Linked DNA regions of Sus scrofa: region 2 is linked to region 1. The links are chromatin contacts, called in public Hi-C maps. All regions are on one chromosome and are shown on one strand. Each heading gives the region's core, a stretch centred on a gene start, on an enhancer-like site or on the middle of the called end of the contact. The rest is flanking DNA. Distances are from core to core; before and after follow the strand shown. Region 1 overlaps LYRM4 (LYR motif-containing protein 4). Region 2 has its middle 33 kb from the start of LY86.

Evidence for each region. Hi-C and Micro-C count contacts between places; a contact is called where the count stands out from the background.
Region 2: a contact with region 1 is called in a Hi-C map of omental adipose tissue, with 2.5 times the contacts expected there. The contact joins two enhancer-like sites. A contact is called at or near these places in 19 of 47 Hi-C or Micro-C datasets (alveolar macrophages, brain, embryonic fibroblasts and 12 more) and 1 of 2 datasets of contacts at active chromatin or transcription factors (skeletal muscle).

What each region holds. Positions count from the first base shown.
Region 1 is chr7:3,086,657-3,093,232 of Sscrofa11.1, reverse strand. All of the region lies in intron 2 of LYRM4 (LYR motif-containing protein 4), which reads left to right. Among named protein-coding and RNA genes, the nearest start is that of PPP1R3G, 41 kb to the right of the region's middle. Within about 2 kb of position 1,567, at least 23 of the 83 cell types and tissues checked have an H3K27ac peak or open chromatin away from gene starts, as enhancers often do. A contact at or near this core is called in fetal skeletal muscle, omental adipose tissue, retroperitoneal adipose tissue and 1 more, where this site is marked.
Region 2 is chr7:4,071,382-4,078,618 of Sscrofa11.1, reverse strand. No RefSeq gene overlaps it. Among named protein-coding and RNA genes, the nearest start is that of LY86, 33 kb to the left of the region's middle. Within about 2 kb of position 5,663, at least 23 of the 83 cell types and tissues checked have an H3K27ac peak or open chromatin away from gene starts, as enhancers often do. A contact at or near this core is called in fetal skeletal muscle, omental adipose tissue, retroperitoneal adipose tissue and 1 more, where this site is marked.

The DNA of each region.
Region 1 (6,576 bases), core at 318-2,817:
AACTATTTCAGTACGTCAGTACAGTGCCATTGTTATAACAAATTCACAGTAATTTCTTAATATCATCAAACATGCAGTGTTTGAATTTCCAGTTATCTCACAAATGCAGTTCTTTTCACTTTGTGTGTCTGTGCGTTGGGCTTGGGACCCCGGTGTCCTGGACCGTCTGTCTCTGACCTTCCTTCTCATTAGCGGCTGTTCCCGCGTCTCCCCGTCGGCCCTGATTTCCCTTGTAATTTAGTTCTTGTTCTTGGGTCAGGATTTTGCTGATTTATTGGGTCGCTTATCTTGTATAAAAACTGGTAGTTGGATCTTAGCTAGCTGGGTTCTTGGGCTTGGCTGGATGTTAGGCTCACCCGGGAGCGTTGCCGAATCCTGACGTTTGGAAATGAGGTAACCATGACCTTACTTATCGTCCAGCAAGTCTCCTCCAAAGGAATGGAAACAAGGACGCGTGCACAAGTGTTCACGACAGTGTTACTCACGACAGCCAGAGGTACAAACAACCCACGTGTCCTCCAGCCGAAGAGGGACAAGTGAAAGACGACGCCTGCCTGCCTGCCTGCCTGCCTGCCTGCCGTGGAAGTCAGCCTGAAAGTAATGAATCCCTGATGCGAAGTGGAAGAAGCCTGCCTGACGCAAAGGCCACATATTTTATGGTTCCGTTTATTGAAAATGTGCAGAATGGGGAAATCCAGAGGGCGTGTGGAGGCCCCTGGTGGTTGCCAGGGGCCGGGGGAGAGAATGGGCAGTGGCTGCGAATGGGTACGAGGTCTGCTCTTGGGGGGATGAGAGATCCTGGCAGCAGAGGGTGGTGATGGGTGTAGGACGCTAGGAATGTCATGAGTGCCACTGGGTGGGATACTTTAAAGTGGTCTGCACGGGGAGTTTACGCCCTGTGTTTCTCCACAACCTGTACCGTGTGACACGTGAGCGACACCCCAGACCACGTAAACGCACCCCTGAGGTGTGACTCGAGCATCAGGCTGTCCCTGAGACCCGGGTGCCGGCAGACAGCCGGGGTTCGCGCTCCTCGGCGGGTCGGGCGGTGCCGAGAGCTGTTTACCTTCCTGCTGGTCTCTCCCCGTGTCTTCTCCCTCCCGGCAGAGGGGAAACGCTGCCAGGAAGCAGCTGCCTAGAGCCACACCAAGTGTTATCTCTTATTTCAGAAAATAAAATTTGGGGAAACATCGGAAGAAGAAGGCCGTCTTGCACAGACCTGCCTGTTGTTCTGCTGGGAGAGGAAAGGGCCTAGGGCTCTGATGGCCGGGCATCCGGGGGGAGACCTGGCAGCGTGGGGACCATGGCCCCACTGGCCCCCAGCACCTGCACACACGCTCCCCCACTGCCAGAGCAGCTGTCCCGGCCTCTTCTCCAGAAAACCTGGGGCAAGGGGCCAAATAGGGCAGCGGGCCGACCCCTCGGGGCGGGAAGTGGACATTCTCCCGCTGCCTTTCCTCTCCTCGCGCTGCCCTCGGTCCCCAAGCAGCTCCGTGGGGCCCGCCTCCCCCATCTTCAGGAAGAAAGTGCCATTTCCTTTGCAAGATCCGCCTCCCCGAGCTGGGAGAGCTGGGAGAGCTGGGATCGGCCAGCCTTGGCAGAGGCGCAAGTGGGATCAGAGCAGACAGGGCGGTCCAGTTCCCTCCGCTCGGCCCGCTTCCTTTTCTGGCAAAGCCTGAGCGCCCTCGGAAACCGCTGGCCAGAGATGCATGAGGCCCAGTCCTCCGCGCGGCCCAGGGCACCTGGCCTGTGCTTCGCCCGGCTCAGCGCCCATCGCCCCAAACTCCCATTTCCGAAGGGGTGGGGGGCTCCTGCAGCCGAGGCGCAGTAAACCTGGGTGGGAGCTGCGTCTCCGTCTGTCTCGGCCTCTTGCAGCCCAGCCTCGGTGACCCGGGGACTCTGCCGTTGACTAGCGTGGCGTTTCTCCGTAAAATATTAACTGGGAAGAACAGAAGCATCTGCTTGAATGGTGCGGGACGCCGCCCTAAAACAAGAACTGGGAAAAATAGGAGAGGAAGTGTGTTGTAGTAAAAGATGACAGATGTTGGTCTCCGCCAGATCCGCCCCCAGCGACCCTTCTCGGTTCGTCCCCAGCCCGGGAGCTGCCGTGTCGTCCCCCCCGCCCGCGCCCGACCCCCTACGCCCACTTAGCTCTGAGTTGTGAACGTACATACATATATTTATAAAGATGGCAGGTTTTATCGTCAGAAGACCTGGGTTGGGTTGTGTCAGCTCCGTAAGCCGCGTGCCAGCTGTGAAAGTGTAGCCAGAGCACTAAACTTCCCTGCTTCTGCATGTACTCATCCTGAGGTGTGGGCCTTATGTAGAGATGGGCTGTCGGTAAAAATTAAGTGGGAAACCAAGACGTTCGGCCACTAAGCCTGGCACCTGCCCAGTGAGTGTGTCTCTCAAGGATAGTCGGTTCAGCAGGTAAAGCAGGTGAGCTCACCTTTAATCCCGGAGAACTGGGGTTACCAGCTGGGATGCCTTCTCTCCCCGCTCCGGGGGGGTCCTGAAAGCCACAAGAGTCGGGTACAGTCATGGAAACTTGCTTGAGGTTAAGCCAGGTCAGAATTTCCGATCCGCTAACGAATCCTGATCTGTCAGCTGGGCGGCCGCGACCACTTGAAGCAAAAGGTGTGAGTCCGGGACGGGGTGATGATTGCGGCCTGATGATGACTTGTGCCCAGCTCTTTCTTTTCCACTCAAATTCTATCTTCCAGGCCCTTAAATATTCTACAGGGTCGTTTTTAAGGACTGCATATTAAGGATGTTCTTTAAGAGGAAGTTGTGGGCAATTCTGAGGCAGCTAATTCAAAAATCTAACAAGAAGTAAATTAACCTGAGAGGTGGAGAGCTTTTTAAGACTTTCTCTGGCCAAGTCCTTGAAGGCTCTGCTCTGTTCTCTTTCGGAAGACGACCGTCAGCGTTCCCACAGGAGTGGGTTTTGATGAATGTCCCCTTTCATTTCTCGTAGTCCCAGCTTGATGAGTTTAGCTACTGTCTTTATTTAGCGCATGGGGGTTTCAGCTGCTCCGTCTTTTTGGCAGATGTTGGTGATTGTTCAGTTTAGTGCTTCTTAGACTCAACCCCGCCTCATATTAATACAAACTGGCCTTTTTCCCCCAGAACACGCCTAGCACACCCTGATACATCCCTCCACTTGCAGTTTGTTTTAGGAGTTTTGTCTTGTTTGTTATCATTCCCAGTTAGTCCTGCCACGTTTCATTTAATGGCTGATAGAGTTGATTTCATTCCTTCATCTCATTCTGTTATTTATTAGGCTTTGTTTTCTTTTCTTCGCCTCTTTATTTTTATTGGTTTTACCAAGTAGCTCTTCATTCCTTCTCCCCTCTTGTGATTAGTGTGGGAGGTCCGCTTTGCTACTCTTTGACAATTGCCTTCTATAGCCTGATGCTTGTAATTAGAAGCATATATTTTTACAGATATTTGCAAAAAGATAATGTTTTTTCCATCAAGACACTCTGTCTCCCAACATGTGTAAATTTCGTCAGTAAGTCTGTTCCCTACCAGCAGTTTCTCCCAGAGTCTAAGCGCTCTAGCTGCGCTGTTCCTCTGCCTCTGCCAGCAGCTTTGTGTTACAGGCGGCCGTTTGGGTCAGATGTTTTCTGTCTGGCTCCTAGATTCCCTTAACTCTTACTGTTAGTTTTCCTTTGTCATCTCACTGGGGTTCAGGGCTGTTGTCAGCCTGCCTGCATGGCCGCAGTTCCGGAGGTGACACAAGGAGAATGTTCCCTACCCCCGGGGACCAGTGCCAGAGTGGTGACAGCAGGTTCCCAGGTCCTCTTAATACAGTCCCAGCTCGGGGACACCCCCTCCTGGACCAACAGAGCTCTCTGTCAGCCAGATCCCTGGGGTCCACCTTCCTCCCCCAGCCACAGTCATCCCAGAATCCCCAGTGCTGGCCTCCAAGCCCTGCGTGGTCTCCAGGGAGAAGGCTCCCTTCTAGCAGCTGGTCGGGGGAGGGCCCTGTCTGCTTTCTCCTTGCCTGGCTCTGCCCACCACCTCGGCAAGGTCATGAGAGGTCTCCCCCAGGACACGTGACAAGGACCAGCCTCAGACTCTTTGTTTAGGGGGTGGGAAGGAAGCTAACTCCACACTGCTCAGTGCTGGGGACATGAAGAGGACACAGTCCCTGCGTTCCCGTCATGGCTCAGCGGTAAGACAGAGCTGAGGAGCATCCATGAGGACGTGGGTTCGATCCCTGGCCTCGCTCAGTGGGTTCCAGCATTTCCATGAGCTGTGGTGTAGGTCGCAAACACAGCTTGGATCCTGCATGGCTGTGGCTGTGGTGCAGGCTGGAAGCTGCAGCTCTGATTCAACCCCTAGACTGGGAACTTCCGTATGCCACGGGTGTGGCCCTAAAAAGATTAAAAAAAAAAAAGAGGACACATCCCCAGACTTCAGAGAGCTCTCATCCTGCTGTGGAGACAGATGTGAAGGCTACACGACATGGCTGTGGCTGGTGCTGGGTGGGGTCTGTGCAGAAGACCGAGGCCACAGTGGGGTGTTCCAAGCCCATCCTGGGGAGCCGGGCTGGGACCCCAATCTCAGGACAGAGCCCTGGCTGCCCACCCCCCACTAACCGGCGCCTTGGTGCAGTTGTGTGGGTTACTCAGCCCGTCTGTGAGGAAAGGACATTGCTGACGCCCTACTCAGCCCATTGGACGCATGAGGAAGGGGCAAGGAACGAGTAGGAAAGGGGAAAAGGGCGGAAGACACGCGAACTCATCACAGAACTGTGTCTTCCAGGAAAAACACGTCTCTCCAAAACCCAGAAAAGCCCGGGGCAGCAGGGGTAGTCGAACTCTATCCTGGGATCATTCATGTTTTCAGCCAAGCTACTGAAAATGAGGCCAAGCCTGGGACCGTAGACTGCGCCAGAGGCCGTCCGCAGTTGTGCAGGCTGTGTGGACGCGGGAGCGGGAGGTGTGTGCACCGAGGAATTCTGGGTTAGTCACACCAAGTAGCGTATGCGCTGGCCTTCAGCGTTTCAAATGCAAACGTGATAAAATCGGTGTGCAGATTCTAAAAACCGCGTTTAAAAACCACCGTGCATTCACAGAACTACCTGAGATTGAAAGGGTTACGACGTAGAGATTTGCTCCAAGTCAGGGTAGCAATAGCCCTGTCGTGTCGGATCCATTAGCTTTGCCTCTTAGACCCGACGCTTTAACTGTAGAACAGGCTCCGTGAGGACCGCTCTGCACACCTAGTAAGAGTCACCTGAGCCAAGAAAAGTGCCCGGAAACTTGGTAAACTGTAAAGCGCTGGACAGTTTTAGGCATTTCTGTAAGTGTCACACTCAGAAGCATGACTGTGGTGCCAGTTGCTGGAGCAGAGAAAATGAAGACAACCTGGCCCCTGGAGGCACTTGTCTGGACAGGGCAGAACGGTCACAGGCTCTTCTTCAGGGAAGCATATCCAGTCTCCTCTAATAGAACGTGATGGATAACATGAGACTAAGAATGTATACGTATGTACGACTGGGTCACGTTGCTGCACAGCAGCAAACGACACCACACTGCAAATCAACTACGATTTTAAACCCAGCCATGGCCAAAAGTTGGGGCTGGAAGAGTCATTTCGTGGTGCTCTCCCTCCGCGGTTAAAGATGAGCACAGTCAGGGAGACAGCCTGAGGGCTGCAGAGGAAATCTGTAATTCACCCACAGCCTCTGCCTCCACGGCCGCCTCCCAGCAGGCAGAGGGAGGCTGCGGGAGCTCCTCCGGGCTTCCCGCTGCTGGGGGCCAGCTGGGCACCAGAGGAGGTCAGAGTTGGGTGGTGCTGCCCAAGCCCCGTGTCGCCCACCGCTGCAGCCTGCCTGCCCCGGAGCAGGTGAGAGCAGCCCGGGGAGGAGAGCCACCTGTCCTGGCCGCTGTGGAGCGCTGGCCGGGCACCTGCAGCCTGTGCTCTCCGCCCTGCTGTGGAGGCAGAGGGCGGCTGGCGTCTTGATGCGGATGCCCAGAGAGGCTCTGCGGGGACCAGTGCTCTCAGGCACCAGGGCAGCATCCATCCACCTTGTGGTCCGTCTCAAAGGGCTGCCCTGTCATTCCGTGGTGAGACCAGGGGTGGGCACAGCAGCCCACTGTCCTGACGGAAGTTGATGCCGCCGCTTGGGGTCGTCAGCCCTTGCTTCCTGGGTGTCCATCTGGAGGGCGTGTTCAGAGCCGGGCTCCAGCGGCAGTACCTGGCCTCACGTCCTGCAAGAGCCCCAGGGTCTGGGAGGTGGGCTCGGTGAGAGGGGGCCCCTGCCCTCTCCTCCCCCAAGGAGCGCTGAGAAGCACCAAGGGGTGGCCACACTGGGCTGGCACAGAAAGGAGGCCCAGCCTGCCCCGCCAGACATCCCACGCTGTCATTTCTAGCTCTCGCGCTGGCCGTCCCTTTCTCTCTCAGCCAGAACAGCGCCCTGATGGCCCGAGACACGGCCCTTCTGTGCGGCCGTCCCCCAGCCCCTCTGCGGAGCACCGGAAAGAAGGAAGAAGATGTGGGCCTGTCCCCACAGACCTGTGTCCCTTTCCAGTCACAGCCAGGCTCACTCCCCAAGGCCCCACC
Region 2 (7,237 bases), core at 4,414-6,913, 980 kb before region 1:
TCAGAGCTGCAGCTGCCAGCCTACATCACAGCCATAGCAATGCAGGATCCAAGCCACATCTGCATGCTACACCACACTCACGGCAATGCTGGATCTTTAACCCCCTGAGCGAGGCCAGGGATAGAACCCGCAACCTCATGGATCCTAGTCGGATTCGTTTCTGCTGCGCCACAACAGGAATCCCCTGCTGTGCCAGTCTTTTCATCTGGTCCCATCTCCTCTCGCCTGTCTCCTAATACTCGCCTTTGCCTCCCCCAAAGCCCGGCTTGGATACCACCCCCGAGACTCCTTCACTCTGTGAATGCTTCATTCTCCTTTGCTCTTTGGCCTTGGGACTGCGTGAAGTACCCTTGTCCTATGTTTGTTGAGATGCTGTTTCCCAAAAACACCTAGTATTCCTTTTCCAGGGCGGCTTTTTTGTTCATTTGGGGGGAAAACAATGCATCTCCCAGTCATTTTCAGTCTCATGTTGTACTTGGCTCAAGGCCCTGAACGCAGCAGGCTCTGAGTTAAGGTTATGGATGGATGGATTGAAATGTTTGACTCCGTCTAAACAGTCTAACCCCTTTCATTCTGCTTCCTTGGTGGTTTGTCGGTTAGAACACGATGGCTGCTCCGTTATGGATCCAGTTCCCTCGGCGGTGAGTTAACATCACACAGAGAACAGGGGCCACCTGCTGGCCTCTCCCCTCCGACAAGTCATCTTAGGAGCCTTGAGTAGGGGAGTGTGTGGGGCTCAGTCTAAACCCATCGCTCCCATTTAAACCCACTGCTCAAAACACTTGGTGATGGGTTTATGATGGAGGATTAGAAAGTGATTTCTTTCTCTCTCTTTTTTTTAAGTCTCCGTGTGGCATGTGGACACTCCCAGCCCAGGGATCAAACCCGCACCACAGCAGTGACCCGAGCGACTGCAGTGACAACGCTGGATCCCTAACCCACTGCAGCTCAAGGGGACTCCAGAAAGTGATTTCTAAAAAACAGCATGTATTAAAATGATATCAAGTGAAATGATACAAAAGACCATTGCGTCAGGGTAGGTTGGATTATGTCTCAGAAGCACATACCACTGAAATCTCAAGGGGTTAAACAATAAACTTCCTTTCTTAATGATGGAATTGAAATCTTAAGGGGTTAAGACAGTAAACTTTACTTCTCAATGATGAGCGACTCTTAGGGTACACGTCCTGCACCTCGTGACTCAGGAACCAGGATGCTGCTGCCACATCTTGTAAGGCTCTTTTCAACGGTCAGCAAGGCTGGGGAGAGAGGGCTGTCAGGTCCAACACTGGCTCCTCGATGCTTTGGTTCCCAGCTCAAATCACTTCTATGCAGAGCCTGTTGGCTAGACCAGCACATGGCCCTACCTGAGTACAAGTGGTGGATCTTTGGTGAGCAGTAAAGGTCTTTGCTCAGTTAAATTTAGTTTCAAAGAATTATCATAGATTTCAGTTCCCTCACTAATAACCTCATCAAGGCTGGTGGAAACAGCAGGTCGCACGCAGACTTCCAAAGCAGTGTTGGTAACTCCAGTTGCTCATCAAGAGTGTAACTAGACTTGTGAGAATGTATGGTAAAGAATGCTGGCTAAAGATAATAATTAGTTCCTGCCCAGTCAACTTTCCTTCCATAAATAAATCACTCCACGTAGTGCTGTCAAGCTTTGCTTTACTCTGACAGTAATTGCATTTTCTTTCCATCGTTACCATAAATTTGTGTGTACAACGAGTGTCTCATGAGAAGTGAAGTGTTTGGGGTGGTGGGAAGGAGCTTTCCTTATTTAGGAAATTAAAAACTTATTAAATGTTATTTTTTCAAAGGAACATGTATGTCGTTGGAACAAATTGTATAATTTCCGAGAGCTTATCACCACAACCAGCAGTGTCATTGCCCTGCTCCCCATCCTACATCCCCACTCATTGTTTTAACTATGCAGTTGTTTCTTCATGGATACACCTTCAAACACAGAAATGACCATCTCATACTGCTCTTTCTTGATGTTCTCTCCCAAGGTTATATTTATGTCTCGAATTACTACCATGGAGGATGAAGATTTACAGTTCAAATTCACCTACCTCTTTCACATACCCCATCACCTCAGTACAATCGTGTATTACTTTCAGTAAATTAATATTAGGAATTGATGTTTTTATGAACATAGAAACAGTGTTCATAGCTGAACCCAGTATGTGATTATATTTCTTTACTGTAAAACTTTTGTTTTTCCTGGAGTTTACAGTTGACTTAAGTTTTTTTTTTTTTTTTTTTTTTTTTAGGGATGCACCTGAGGCATATGGAGGTTCCCAGGCTAGGGGTCAAATCAGAGCTGTAGCTGCCAGCCTACACCACAGCCACAGCAACATGGGATCTGAGCCTGGGCTGCAACCTATACACACAGCTCACAGCAACACCAGATCCTTAACCCACAGAGTGAGGCCAGGGATTGAACCCGAGCCCACATGGATACTAGTCGGGTTTTTGGGTTCGTTAACCACGGAGCCACAATGGGAAATCCAGTTGACTTAGTTTTAAATTTCCAGTGCTCTCTTTGTTTTCTGGGTCCTTATCAATAATTCATCCCCATTCAGCCAAAGACTTTCCTCCCAGTACATTCAATGATATTTGCCACGTTGATCTACTAGAAGAGACTCTATAGGAAACCTCTGTGCCTCATCCCATCATCCTTTCCTTCTCGCTGCCAGGGCTAGAAGCTTGCAAACTACATTCTCCAGACTTCATATCCAGCCAAACTCTATTGAAGCCTGCCAGTTGGAGGCATCCACAGAAAGTAGAAAGAGTGAAAAGGCAGAAGCCACTATGTTTCTGGCAGGCCCTCTCAACAACAATATCGTGTCCTCTAGCCCAGTGACAGCAGAGAGTGATTGTCAGCTGCTACGTGGTGCCCACAGCGGCAACACCATCAGCAGACTCCTGCCCTGGTGTAGCCCACACTTGACCGTGAGTTCTTGGAGCTGCTGAACAATGGGGCAGGGTGAGTGGGGTAGGCTCCCATGAGCCCTGGCTCCTCTACAGAGTGGTGGCAGCTTTCTGCAGTTCTGGATTTCAGGAAACACCACCTTCCTGTTTAGCTCTTCCCGCCTTTATAATGATCTGGTAACCTAATTCCCTACACTACATCTCCATCCGTTTGAAATACCTAGAGTAGTTTCTATGTTCTTCTTTGGAAACTGATGGATATGGCTTGGGCCAAGTCAGCTGCCCCGAAACTCTGTGATAAGAAGGCAGAAACAAAACATAGAAGTAACTACTGGGTTAGTGACTGTCGCTCGGTAATAAAGACCAGTGCCGTCCAATAAAAATACAGGCCACATTAAAATTTTTTCGATAGCAGCTTTTTTTTTTTTTGTCTTTTTAGGGCTGTGGAAGTTCCCAGGCTAGAGGTGGAATCAGAGCTTCAGCTGCCGGCCTACACCACAGCCACAGCAATGCCAGATTCGAGCTGCATCTGCGACCTACTCCACAGCTCATGGCAATGCTGGATCCTTGACCCACTGAGTGAGGCCAGGGATGGAACCCATGTCCTCGTGGTTCTGAGTCGGGTTCTTAACCTGTTGAGCCATAATAGGAACCCCCAACAGCCAGATTTTTAAAAAGTAAAAAGAAACAGGTGAAATTGTGATAATATATTTAACGTAATATATCTAAGACATTATCACTTCAATATGTAATCACTACAACACAATTATTAACAGGATATTGATGTTATTTTTTTATACTAAATATTTAAATCCTGTGTATATTTTACACTTACAATCTGTCTCCATCAGACCAGACACACCTGAGTCTCATTAGCCTCATGCTTCTGAGTCCTGATCTCATAGTCTTTAAGGCCTCTGTACTGGGCAGCTCAGCTTTATTTATTTATTTATTTATTTTTGTCTTTTTGCCTTTTCTAGAGCTGCTCCCATGGCATGTGGAGGTTCCCAGGCTAGGGGTTGAATCGGAGCTGTAGCCACCAGCCTATACCAGAGCCACAGCAACTCGGGATCTGAGCCACGTCTGCGATCTACACCACAGCTCACGGTAATGCCGGATCCTTAACCCACTGAGCAAGACCAGGGATCGAACCTGCAACCTCGTGGTTCCTAGTCAGATTCGTTAACCACTGAGCCACGACGGGAACTCCTGGGCAGCTCAGCTTTAAACTTGCAGAGCTGATGGCGGGGCTCTCGCTTTCCACTAACCTCCAAATAGTCTAAAAAGCAGAGCTCTTGTGGGTCAAAACTCTGACCAAAAGGATTCCTCCTGTCACAGGTTGCTAAGGTCTCAGGTTGCTAGGATCCCTTAACCCAGAGGAAGGAGAGGAGGGGCCAGAGACCCGTGTTCACGGTACCAGCCCGTGCCTGAAAATCTTAACGATTTTTTAAACAAGGGACCCCAACATTATCATTTTGCACTGAGCTTTTCAAATTATGTAACTGACTCTCTTCGACTAGTCTTGCTTTATTTCTAATTTTTAGCTCTCTATTGTTTTGCCTTTTTGTTCAACTTTCTGGAGCCGCCTTACATTTTCATTGAATCCTTTCTTTGAGTCTTTGGCTGTTATAATCATGTGTTCTAATTTCCAGGAGGTTTCCCCCCCCGCCATCTCTGAATATTCCTTTTCTGGTGGCATCTTTTTCTCCACTATGCAGTATTTTTTTCATGCACCCGAGACTACTGATGGTTTCTTAATGTTGCCTTTAGCTTCTTCAATTTGCTCTTTTGACTGTTTTTATTTTCCTGTTTTATTTGGGCTCACTCTTTTATGCGAGAGGTAAAAGTCGATGCATTTGCTTTAGAAAAGACAAAGGATTTTTTTCCTCCCCCTTGAGGCAATAGAGAAAGAGAAGATAGAGATAATGCAAATATTTTAAGGGCGAAAGAGGCAACATGGAGGAGGCTCCCAGGAGGCAAACCTCGTCTCTGGAAAGCAGGAGAATTTGTTTTTGAAATGGTGAGGTCTTGTAAGGCCAAGAGCTGAAGATCAGAAGGAAGCATTTGCAGCATCTGCAATGCAGGAATCAACGAATGTTGAAAGCCCTGAGTTGCAGGGAGGGCGCAGCCGCAAGTCCACCTAAATTTGCCCCTGGTCCCATCAGTCCTCTGCATAGGGGCCTTCTCAGTGAGTCTTGGCGGGATGAGGTGCCAGACAAGGAGGCAGCTGAGGACATTAGCCTGGGTTGGGGTAAGTGGCAAAGCGGAGAGGGGCAGCGGAGAGGTGACAGTGAGAGCGTGCTCCGGGCTTTTCAGGCACCAAGGCATCTGTTCTGCAGGCCCAAGGGACCGAATAAGTTCCCAAGCCGACATAACTCACAGGGCTCTTAAAAACACTCTGCCAAGAGGCGCGATTCTGGTCCTCGCGTGGCCGGACCTGGGAAAAGTCGCATAACCAGCCAGCTTCACAGCTGTGAATCAAGGAGTTTAGACTTTGAGTTCTTCCTCGCTTTCAGCTTCAAATCCAGAAGCCCTGGAATAGAGTGCAAAGAGGGACACGTCCGTTGCAATGTATAGCAAGGGTCCTATGGAGAAATCCCTTGCGCGATGACTCATTTACAGGAAATACTGGAGTGGGAACCTCGGGCAACGCGGGCCCTGCGGCAGAGCCCACTCTGAAGGCAAACGTGGACCATTACATCACTCGGCCTGGTCCCGCCGCAGTGCGACCATGACCACCAGATGGCGCTGTTGGCCCGCGAGCCGGCGCAGTCCGGGCCTGGAGGTCCTGGGAAAGCCTGACCTGAATCTCCAACTTCTCTAATCAGCGCGTTTGGGGCCAAAGCAAAACAGCCGGATAACGCCGCGCATCCCAGCTAGGTCAGAGGGTAGCACCTCAGAGTCCTGCGTGTCCCATAGCAAATCATCAGTGGCTATTGAAAGTCATTTTAGGAAAATGACTTCCACACGCAGAGCCTGGGCAGCAGGCGAGCCCCGGCCGGTGTTTCTTCCCGCAGCCCCCGACGTGGAGCCTTCCCGCAGCCGCGCGGAGGTGGCTCGCTCCGGGGGCCCACGCAGCGTCTGTCTGCGCAGTGCCCAGATGGCAGGGGCTGCACAGGCCTCCAGAAACCCGTGGCTCTGTTGCATCTCTCCGACTCTGGCCCCCGCCCTCCCCCGCCACCCCGGCCTAGGGGCTGCGACACCTGCCCGCCCTGGCCACCCCCTCTTCCCCCGCCTCCCCGGAAGGGCCTTGCGCTCTGGCTGCGTTGTGGCTGCTAAAGCTGGTGGCGGGGACTAGGCCCTGGTCGGGGGTCCGTTTACACACTCGAGGGTTCTGGAGACCCAGGGCGTGCTTCCCACTGGTATTGTGGAGAATAACCCTGGCTCCCTGACCGAGCACCCCCCGCCCGAAGCCAAGCGCATCCCGGGCGGAGCGGCCGCTTTAAAGCCCAGCTGCTCCTGCCTGGCTTGGGTGGCGGGGGGAGGGGGGTGCTCCGTGCGGATCTGGGCCGCGAAAGAGTGGAGGCCAATGAATTTTTCATTGCAATTCACTTGGCTGCGGATCTGAAGGCGGCCTCTTGGGCCGGGGCCCTTAGGGACACGACTGCGCCAGGGCGGCCCCTCCCCGGACCGCGCCATTGCTGACCCAGGAGAGGGACTGTTTCTCACATTAGTGGCCTCCTCCCTTTCCCTTTTTCATCTCCGGGAGAAAGCGGGCCGGCGAGCGGCAAGCTGTGAGCGCCCCCAGAGGAGCCGGCTGCTGGCCGGTCAATTGAATTGCATTTGCGCCAAGGCCCCCTCCCCAACCCTCCGCGACCCCAGCTCGGCCAGGAGTCACATTCCTGCCCTGAGGGGTGGGGGTGGGGGTGGGGGTGGGTGCCGGCTAGTGCAGAAACCCATTCTCAAAAAAAGCGCCCAGTGGTTGAAGGAAAATGTGCCAGAATGTGTACCAAGGGCCATCTAAATGTGGCTGTGAGCAGCTTAGGGGGCAAGGGTCGGCGAGGCGGGGTGCCTGGGAGGAGGGACTGAGGGGAAAGGAGGAGGCACCCAGAGAGAGAAGCAGAATGAGGAGGGTCTCACCCTGAGTGGGGATGGGAGAGGCCCCTGCAGGTGCTCCTAAGGCCATCCAATGATCGGGTAGACCCACCTTATGTCCGGAACTGGTATATTCTTAAAGTACCTACCCCCCCCCCCCGTCCCCCACTATATATAAAAGGTTGAAAATAGCTATCTAGGGGAAATCACGATCCAGAGGAAAACACATTCCGAGGTGGCGGGGTGGGGTGTTCTATTCTGGGTT